Regions from separate parts of the Mus musculus genome. Here region 1 is linked to region 2. A link is a contact called in public Hi-C data. All regions are on one chromosome and are shown on one strand. Each heading gives the region's core, a stretch centred on a gene start, on an enhancer-like site or on the middle of the called end of the contact. The rest is flanking DNA. Distances are from core to core; before and after follow the strand shown.

Region 1 (4,722 bases), core at 2,177-4,676, 160 kb before region 2:
TTGATACTTAGTATTTTAAGACAGGATTTCATTAGCTCCCAATACTTTCAATCCTCCTGCTTCAGCCTCCCTACTAACTGTAGCTCCATCTTTTCCTTTCTCCTTCCTCCCCAGGCACTGAGATATAATTGAAGTCCCTCACACTCAAGGCAGGCTTTGTTGCTGAACCCCACCCCAGCCAGGTAGGAATATTTAAGTAGTATCAACACCCTCATGGGACCAATCCCATCGTATGCAAACCTCATCACTGGCTGAAATGTTGTGAGGTGACTCATTATGGTCAATGCTGATTTGTACTCAGTGCTTCTCTTCTGGAATGTTCTGGAACATTCTGAGCTTTACACATTCGCACCCATTTTAATGCTCACAAAAAGTCTGACAAAATGAGGGCTTTTAACATGATCTGACTTCATGGACGTTGGCCCAGATCCTTCTGTGGCTCCTCTGGGCTTTCAGACACAGCCAGCGTCCCTCAAGCATTGTCTGGTCCCCAAGGCCTTCAGGGATTTCCCTTCCATTTGCTTCTCTCGGGACCTGACACACGCAGGACACACACCAGTTTGAGCGTAGCACAGGAGAGCACACATACTGTTTTCTGTATAAATCTAGTGTCCCAGCCGCCTGGTGCCCCTGCCCCCTACAGCACACTCTCACACTACCGTCAAAGAACCAGGCCTCACCACCAGCACTGTTCAGGAATCCAGGGCACCTAGCATCCAAGGGGCATGCTGCTCTACGCTGAGGGCAAAACCCCACAGAGATGACACAAAACTCAGGGCAACCAAGTGTGGCTACAGAAGTGTTTCCTCTGCACACCTCAGAGGCCTTCTGCTCAGACAAACATGTTTCCACTTTTGGGAGTTGTGTGTGGCTTTTCTTCAGACAGGATCTCATGTAGCCCAGGCTAGGCTTGAGAATGGCCCTCCTGCCTGAACCTTTGGAATTCTGGGGTTACAGTGTGCACCACCATGCCTGGTCTATTGTTGTTGCTGGGGATGGAACTCAGGCCTCGTGTTGGCAGGTGAGCACTCTACTGACTGGTCCTCATCCCAGGCTGGGTTAGATTTTTTTTTTCAAGATAAGGCTCCTGTCTTCCAGGCTGGCCCCAGATTAACAGCCATCCTCCAGCCTTAGCCTCTCTAGTGCTGGGATGACAGGTGTGAACCACTACACCCAGCTCATAATTCCGAAGTTCTTTACGGAGACTTCTGGATAGATAGTCTCTGCATTTACAAACAGGCGGTAGCCATACTCTGAACATTGTCTTTTTCCCCACTTAACTGTTCATCCTGGATGAGGTAATGACCATATCTGCATCTATATCAAAGAAGCATGATGCATACATTCCCTGTCATGAGCTTGCCAGCACAGTCAAGCAAACTCATAATTTATTTTAGAGACCAGATGCTGGTTGGCTCACGCTTTTAATCCCCTGCACTCGGGAGGCAGAGGCAGTTGGATCTCTGAGTTCAAGGCTAGCCTGGTCTACAGAGTGAGCTCCAGGACAGCCAGGGCTACACAGAGGAATTAGAAAAACAACAACAACAAAAATTTAGAACCGTGTGTGTGCACAGTAGGTGACCTAAAAATGCTGTTAGCAACTATAGATTTGCTTCTCTCTCCTCCCTCCCTTCCTCCCTCCTTCCTTCCTTCCTTCCTTCCTTCCTTCCTTCCTTCCTTCCTTCCTTCCTTCCTTCCTTCCTTCTTTCCCCCTCCTTTCCCCTTCCTTTCTTCCTTCTTCATTTAAAAAATATGATTAGATGTGATTGGTTTTCCAATCTCACTGCATAGCCTAGGCTGGCCTCAAATCCTCTTGCCTTAGCCTCCCAGGCACTGAATCCAGAGCCTGTTTGTTCCCTGACTTCAACCTCTTAAGATAGCACAAGTGATAGGTGAACCGAGTTTCTTTCACAGCCCAGTCTACACAATCTGTGTTACTCCCAGCCCTTTGCTGAAACCCCTGATAAATACAGTTGAAGGAATGAGCATGTGAACACGAGCAAGGGAAGACACGGGATGGGAGCTGAGGTGCGGCCTTCCAGACGCCTTAAGCCTTGAGTCCTGCTCCCAGGAGTCCTCCTCTGGGGTCAGAGTGTCTTTGTCAACAGTGTGGCTGTTGACTGTGCCACTGTGGCACGTGCTGCCTTGCAGCTGACCGATGGGAACTGATCTGCCCAGTGAGGTCTTTGTGCAGACTAACTGCTTTCTAGTTAGCCTCCCTCTTCTCTCTAAAAGACGACTTTTTGTTTGTTTGTTTGTTTGTTTGTCTTTTTTTTGTTTTTTGTTTTTTTGAAACAGTGCAGTCCTGGCTGTCCTGGAACTCACACTGTAGACCAGGCTGGCCTCGAATTTAGAAATCCATGTGCCTCTGCCTCCTAAGTGCTGGGATTACAGGCATACGCCACCACTCCCGGCTTAAAAGACGACTTTTACTTTTCAATTATGTATGTGGGTTTATGCACCTAAGTAAAGTTTCCCAAGGACACCAGAAACGGGTGTTTGATTGCCTGGAGCTGGGGTCCTAGGACTTCTGTGGGTGCTGGGATCTGAATCTCTGGAAGACTAGCAAGTGCTCTTAACCACTGACCAACTCTTTGGGCCCGTTGTGGTGTGTGTGTGTGTGTGTGTGTGTGTGTGTGTGTGTGTGTGTGTGTGTGTGTGTATGTGTGTGTGTGTGTGAGTGTGTGTGTGTGTGTGTGTGTGTATGTGTGTCTGTGTGTGTGAGTGTGTGTGTGAGTGTGTGTGTGTGTGTGTGTGTGTGTGTGTGTGTTCTGGCTGTGTGGGTGCCAAAGTGCAGGTATTAGGTCAAAGATCAACCTCTGGTGTTGGTTCTCCCTCCCACCTTGTTTGACGCAGGGTCTCTGATTCCCCACTTCCCCATACCAGGCCAGCTGGCCTGTGAGCTTCCGGGAGGCGCCCTGTCTCTAAGTCCTATTTTGCCACAGAAGCACTGGGATTACAGCGGTGTGTGTCATGTCTTGGACATGGGTTCTAGGGACCCAAACTCAGGTCATCATGTTAGCCATCTCTCCAGCCCCTGACTTGTGGTTGTTACCCTAAAAATTACAACGTTCTTCCCAAATTCACTCATGGATTTAGAAGACACAGTTGGTTCTCCAAACAAAGAGTCAGGGGTCCAAGAAGTACCACCGCATCCCAGGGAAGCAATGAAGGCTGCTCCCACAAGGTGTCCTTGAGGGGGTGGAAGGATGCCTGTGAGCCTCGGCTGAGTGGTGGGAAGGGTGCACACACAGGTGGGAGGAGGGTGGAGGGAGGAGGGAGGAGTTGGATCGTGATCTTTATGAAAATGTATTTTTGTAACTCTAGGTTGAAAATAGATACACCAACTTCACACTGACTGTTCCAGCCCCGTGACGTGTTCCTGCTAGCTGGGGCTTTTCCATCCGGCACATCTCCATGGCAACGGGCCACATCTCATTCATGTTGCCATCTCCCAGGTTACCTTGCTGGGCTCATTCATGACTATTGCCATGGAGACTGGTTCATTGATACAATCTTGAGGCTTGGGAACTTGGCTTTCCTGAATGATGGGATTAAATTATGGTAAGAAGTGATGGTTGGTGGTGGTAAGAGGGTTCTGGGCTGAGATTTGGGGAGCTAAAGACTAACCCTTCGAGAGGAAGAGGACCTGGTGGAGGGACACTGGCAGGTCAATAGCCACTAGTCAAGATTTTTTTCTTCTTTGAGACAGGGCCTTACTATGTAGTTCTGGCCTGGAACTCACATAGATACCCATCTCCCAAGAGCTGGGATTACCACTGCATCCCACCACCTTGCCAGGGCAATCAGTCTGTCTTAACATCTGAGAAAGGTGTCCTTCAACCAGCACGAGTTGCCTAGACTCATGGCTGTTCCTGATGTCTGTGTCTCTGGTGGCTGGTACAATGCTCAGCACAGGACAAGTTTACCAGTAACTATTCAGTATGTTAAACCTGTCCTACAGGTATAAAGCACAGACACATCAGAACGTAATCTACTGACACACCCTGATCCACTCCGCACCAAAAGAACCTCCTTTCCCGTCTCTACTTGCTGAGCAAACTCTCACCGGCACTTAAACCTTCTTCTTTACTCTGGTGTTTTTGTGTGTTCCATAAAACTCACGGGTTGAGAACTTGGTCCCCAAATGTGTTTGTTCATGGCCTTTGAGAGTAATTAGGGATAGATGATATCCTGGTGTTCAGGCCCCCAATGAAGGTGTTACAGGAAAAGGAAGAGGGACTGGAACGGGCAGGATGAGTCTGGGTCACTATGGGTCTTCTGCCATGTTCAGATGTGGCAAGAAACCATTGTCATTGCCAGCAGCATGATCTGAGACTCTGACGTCTCCAGAAAGAGGAGTTTGGTAAACCTCCACTTTTTATAAGTGACCTGTCCTCAGGTATTTTCCTAAAATAGTGGAAGTCAGTATGTTTTCTAGTATACTAAATGTCTTTCTTGTTCACTGAGGTGTGACTCCTGTGAAGTCTTGGGTATGTAGTGCCTGCCTGTATTTATGCAGGGGGATTGTGAGTTTCAGGACAGCCTGTGCTACACAGTGAGTCCCTACCATAAAATGGACAAACTAACAAGAAAAAGCAGCCAAGAACTGGGGAGGTGGCTCCTTGGTAGAGTACTTGCCTCCTATGCACAAGGCTCTAGGTTTGCCCCTAGCCCCATTAAAACTGGATATGGAAGTATTCACCTATGATCCCAGAAAGA
Region 2 (4,311 bases), core at 838-3,337:
TTAGCATCAAATTTTCCTATTTCATGCCATGTGACTCATGTGAGTCACTGTGAACATAAATAGCCATCCCGGCTTCCTTAAGAGTCCTTTGGAAATGTCAAAAAGTTCTGATTTTCCTTTGGGCAAACGAGAGCATCCTGAGTCAGCTCTCTTCTAACTCATGCGGTCTTTTAGGGTGAACAATTACTCCCAGTTATCCCCTCCTTCCTGTTCACAGAGCCCTGCTGCAGTTCAGTGGGGCAGCACGTGTTTCCCAGCCGTCTGCCTTGGATGTGGCCATATGACTTGCTTTAGTTGGTGGCACATGAGCAGCCTGAGCCGTGGATATGGCCTGTCCTCTTGTCCTACCCTGAGAACAAGCATCCCCAAAGAAAACAAAAGGCACCTGTAGTCACCCACCTGGCTCCACCCCAACCGGATATATGCCAAGCAACCCACACAGTCTCACTGTGAAGCCTCGGATAGAGGAGAACTGGTGATCCCCCTGCCTCTGTCTCCTGGGTGCAGGGGTGACCTGGGTGTGTGACCATGCCCAGTTGAAGCCACTGATCGTGGAGCGTGGGTGTGATGGCTCATTTCAGTCAGGTGTCAGCCTGATTGGGCTGAGATTCCTGTCCAGTTGGCTAGACTTGGTTGCTAGGTGTGTCTGCGAAGGGGGTTTCAGAAATGCAGCATGTCTCAGGGGGATATTGAGTTCCAAGGGCTTGTGTAGGTCTTTCAAGGTATCATGGGACACCACTGCCCTGAAGATTGCAGAGTTTCATTCACTCAGAGAACATTTGAAGGTCGTGCCTAGATGTAAGATTCATGACCAATAGACCCATCGGTGTCACTGCTGCCACCATTCTGTCACCATCACAACCATCATCATCACCACAATCACCAATACCATTATCACTAACCCCACCATCACCACCACCATGACAATCACCATTACTGTAGTACTCACCACCATGACCTTCATCTCACTATGGCCAACATCACCACATCACCATCATGGTGATCCTCATTATCACTGTCCTCACCATTTTCTCCAGAGCAACAGGAATAGTTACAGGCCTAGATCCAGAAAACCAGCATTGGATTCTTTGCTCCTACACTTAAATCCGCTCTGTGCCTTTCAGGAACCCACTTAAGCTCTCCATGCCTCAACTTCACAGTCAGCAGTATGTACATGATAATGTTCAAATTTCCATTCCAGGCTTATGAAAAAGCAACACATGTGTGCCTGGTGTGTAATGCCGCTGCACATGTGTGCCTGGTGTGTGATGAGGCTGTACAGCCTGAGCCCGTGCCGGCACCACTCTCCCTAAGAGTCCATAGAAAGCAGACAGCATGCAAAACTGTGACAGGCCTTCGAAGCACTTAGGAAATCTATTAACAACAAACACAGTGTTAGCTAAATGACGTAATGGCCACTGGAGGGACAGGCTACAAAATTTAAAAGAACAATGAGAAGTTTCCAAAAATGCACAGAAGGAGAGGAAGAGGTGTGGCCCCGGCAAAAGGATACATAAAGCTCTCTTAGAGGCACCACAACTACAGGAGGCTTAGCAAGCACCTGAGGTCTGCCCACATTCTCTCTTTGTCTATGAGAGACTCCTGTTGGATGATCTAATTGTCAGTCAGGGAACAAACAGCAGAGCCTGATGCTGTTCTCTGGATTCAGCCTTCCAGGAACCAAGTAAGGGCAAGACACCAGCTCAAGGGAACAGGCAACGTTTTCCTCCTCGGGGCCCTACAGATGCAAGTCGGGCCTTCTTACTAGCCTGCTATGGGCTCATCTCATTTTACTCCCTTCTTGCTACCAAAGAATACAGACATAAGAAAGAAAACAGATTCCCCAGAGAACCCTGTGTCACAGTTCTCCAAGAAAAACCTCTCCTCAACTGTACATCCCCACCCCTGGCAACAGCATCCTGAGCTCCACCAGGGAGAGGGGAGCACTTATGTTGCTTGTGGTCTCTGGGGCGTGGAGTGGGCAGCAGAGAGTGCTCGCTCCGAGTGTGACAGCCCAAGCTGCACACACAGGCCCTGGCTGGGAGCCATGCCAGCTGGCATCCATCGCCCAGAGAACACCTCTGCCATTTATCCAGCAAGCAAATTACTACTTACATGTTCTGGGCAAAGTCCAATCACATGGCAACTGTGCGGATGAGGGAAATCAAAACAAAGGCAGGTGAAACAGGACAAAGTGGCACACACCTGCAGTCCCAGCACTCAGGAGTCTGAGACAAGAGGATTGCTGTGAGTTTGAAGCCAGCCTGGGCTACAGAGTGAGTTCTAGTCCAGCCTCAGAAACCCTGTATCAAATAAAAACAAGTAAATAGATAACCAAATTATCTTTGTTAGGGTTTCCACTGCTATGAAGAGACACCATGACCAAGGCAACTCTTATAAAGGACAATATTTAACTGGGACTGGCTTACAGTTTCAGAGGTTCAGTCCATTGTCATCATGGTGGGAAGCATGGCAGCATGCAGGCAGACATGGTCCTGGAGGAGCCCAGAGCTCTACATCTTGATCTGAAGGCAGACAGGAGGAGGGCCTCTTCCGTGCTGGGCAGAACTTGAATGCTAGGAAACCTCAAGGCCTGGTTATACAGTGACATACTTCCTCCAACAAGGCCACACCTGCTAATGGTGCCTCTTCCCGTGGGCCAAGCATATTCAAGCCACCACATAAATTCTTTGAAGACGGTGGAACTGTTCCCTTTAATCGAGAAGCAAATACAATCTTCACCCTCTTGGCATGCAGTGGGACTCAGGATGCTTCCTCTCACTTCATCCTTTTTCCCCTCTAGCAAATCATTTTAATACATATTAAAATAGAATTATACACTTTCCTCCATTCCTTTACTCCCTCCAACCCTCTCATTACCCCCTCTCAAATTAATAGCTTGTTTTTCTGTGATCACTATGTTACACAACATATATGCGTATGTCTGTGTGTATGTATGTACATGCAAATATATAAATACAACCTGAGGAGTCCATTCTGTTGTTTATACATGTGGTGTTAGGGCTGACTACTTTGTATTAGATAACCATAAAGAAGGCCATCCCTGGAAACGCTAATTCTCCCTCTGCCTGCAGTCACTAGTTGCTTATAGTTCCTCATCTACGGGTGGGACCCAGTGAAATTTTCCCCTTTCCACATTAGCAGGTTTGGAGGCTTGAATAAAAATGACCTCCATACAGTTATAGGGAGTGGCATTATTAGGAAGTATGGCCTTGCTGGAGTGGGTGTGGCCTTGTTGGAGAAAGTGTGTCTCTGTGGGGGTGGACTTTGAGTTTCAGATGCTCAAGCCAGGCCTGGTGTGACTCAGTCTCCTTCCAGCTGCCTGAGGATCCAAATATAGAACTCTCAACTCCTTCTTCAGCACCATGCCTGACCTGGCCTGCCATGATGATAATGGACTGAACCTCTGAAACTGTAAGCCAACCCCAATTAAATGTTTTCTTTATAAGAGCTGTCATGGTCATTGTGTCTCCTCACAACAATAAAATCCTAACTAAGGCAGCAGGTCTGTTAATATTGCCTGAACCGTCACACATGGCCAGGCCAGAGATCTCTGTAGAAAGCCTCCAGTACACAGGCTCACATGTGTTCACTGGGGCTGGGCTTTCTACAATCTTTTAATCTCTGCATTGTGTCCAATTATGATTTCCATCTTGCTGTAAAGAAAAGATTTTTTTGATGGCAGGTGGCAGCTAACTTACCTGTGAACAACCATAAACTGTGTTTGAGAATAATGTTGCTAATTCTTAATCACTGTTTATAGCTCCATAAGAGTTTGGGGGAAGTGTTCTTAAAATAGGCTTAGTTGTACCAGAAGTGGTGGCACACACCTTTATCTCAACATTCTAGAGGCAGAGGCAGGAAGGTCATTATAAACTCAAGGCTAGCCAACCCAATAAGACTATCTCAAAATTTTTTCTTAAAGAGATCAGTTCAGACCTGGGGGGTGGCTCAGTCTATAATGCAATCATGAGAACCTGAGTTTAAAACGCACTTGTCATCCCAGAGTTTGGGAGGCAAAGGCATGTAGATACTGGGAGCTCACTGGCCAGCCAGCAAAAACTACTTGCTAAGCTCTAGGGCAGTAAGAAACCCTGCCAACAACAACACAAAAAGGTGGATGGCTCCTGAGAAAGAACATTTGAGGTTGTCCTTTATCATATAGGCTCACATGCATGCACACACACATATATATATATATATATACACACACATACACAGGGAGAGAGAGATAAATATGCACACACATCAGATGAAATTAATCTTCTTCACTTGTTTTACATGCATCTT

The links. A called contact is a pair of places that touch in the nucleus more often than the background predicts.
Region 1: a Hi-C map of cortical neurons shows a contact between it and region 2, with 2.1 times the contacts expected there. The contact joins two enhancer-like sites. A contact is called at or near these places in 1 of 15 datasets of contacts at CTCF or cohesin (the NIH/3T3 cell line), 3 of 484 Hi-C or Micro-C datasets (the MC38 cell line, bone marrow-derived macrophages and cortical neurons), 5 of 115 datasets of contacts at active chromatin or transcription factors (bone marrow-derived macrophages and embryonic stem cells) and 2 of 9 other capture datasets (adipose tissue and pancreatic islet).

The regions. Positions count from the first base shown.
Region 1 is chr8:84,493,590-84,498,311 of GRCm38.p6, reverse strand. The region is part of intron 3 of Cacna1a (calcium channel, voltage-dependent, P/Q type, alpha 1A subunit); the gene reads right to left. Among named protein-coding and RNA genes, the nearest start is that of Cacna1a, 81 kb to the right of the region's middle. Within about 2 kb of position 3,426, at least 25 of the 459 cell types and tissues checked have an H3K27ac peak or open chromatin away from gene starts, as enhancers often do. A contact at or near this core is called in cortical neurons, where this site is marked.
Region 2 is chr8:84,332,292-84,336,602 of GRCm38.p6, reverse strand. No RefSeq gene overlaps it. Among named protein-coding and RNA genes, the nearest start is that of Gm23626, 46 kb to the left of the region's middle. Within about 2 kb of position 2,087, at least 18 of the 459 cell types and tissues checked have an H3K27ac peak or open chromatin away from gene starts, as enhancers often do. A contact at or near this core is called in cortical neurons, where this site is marked.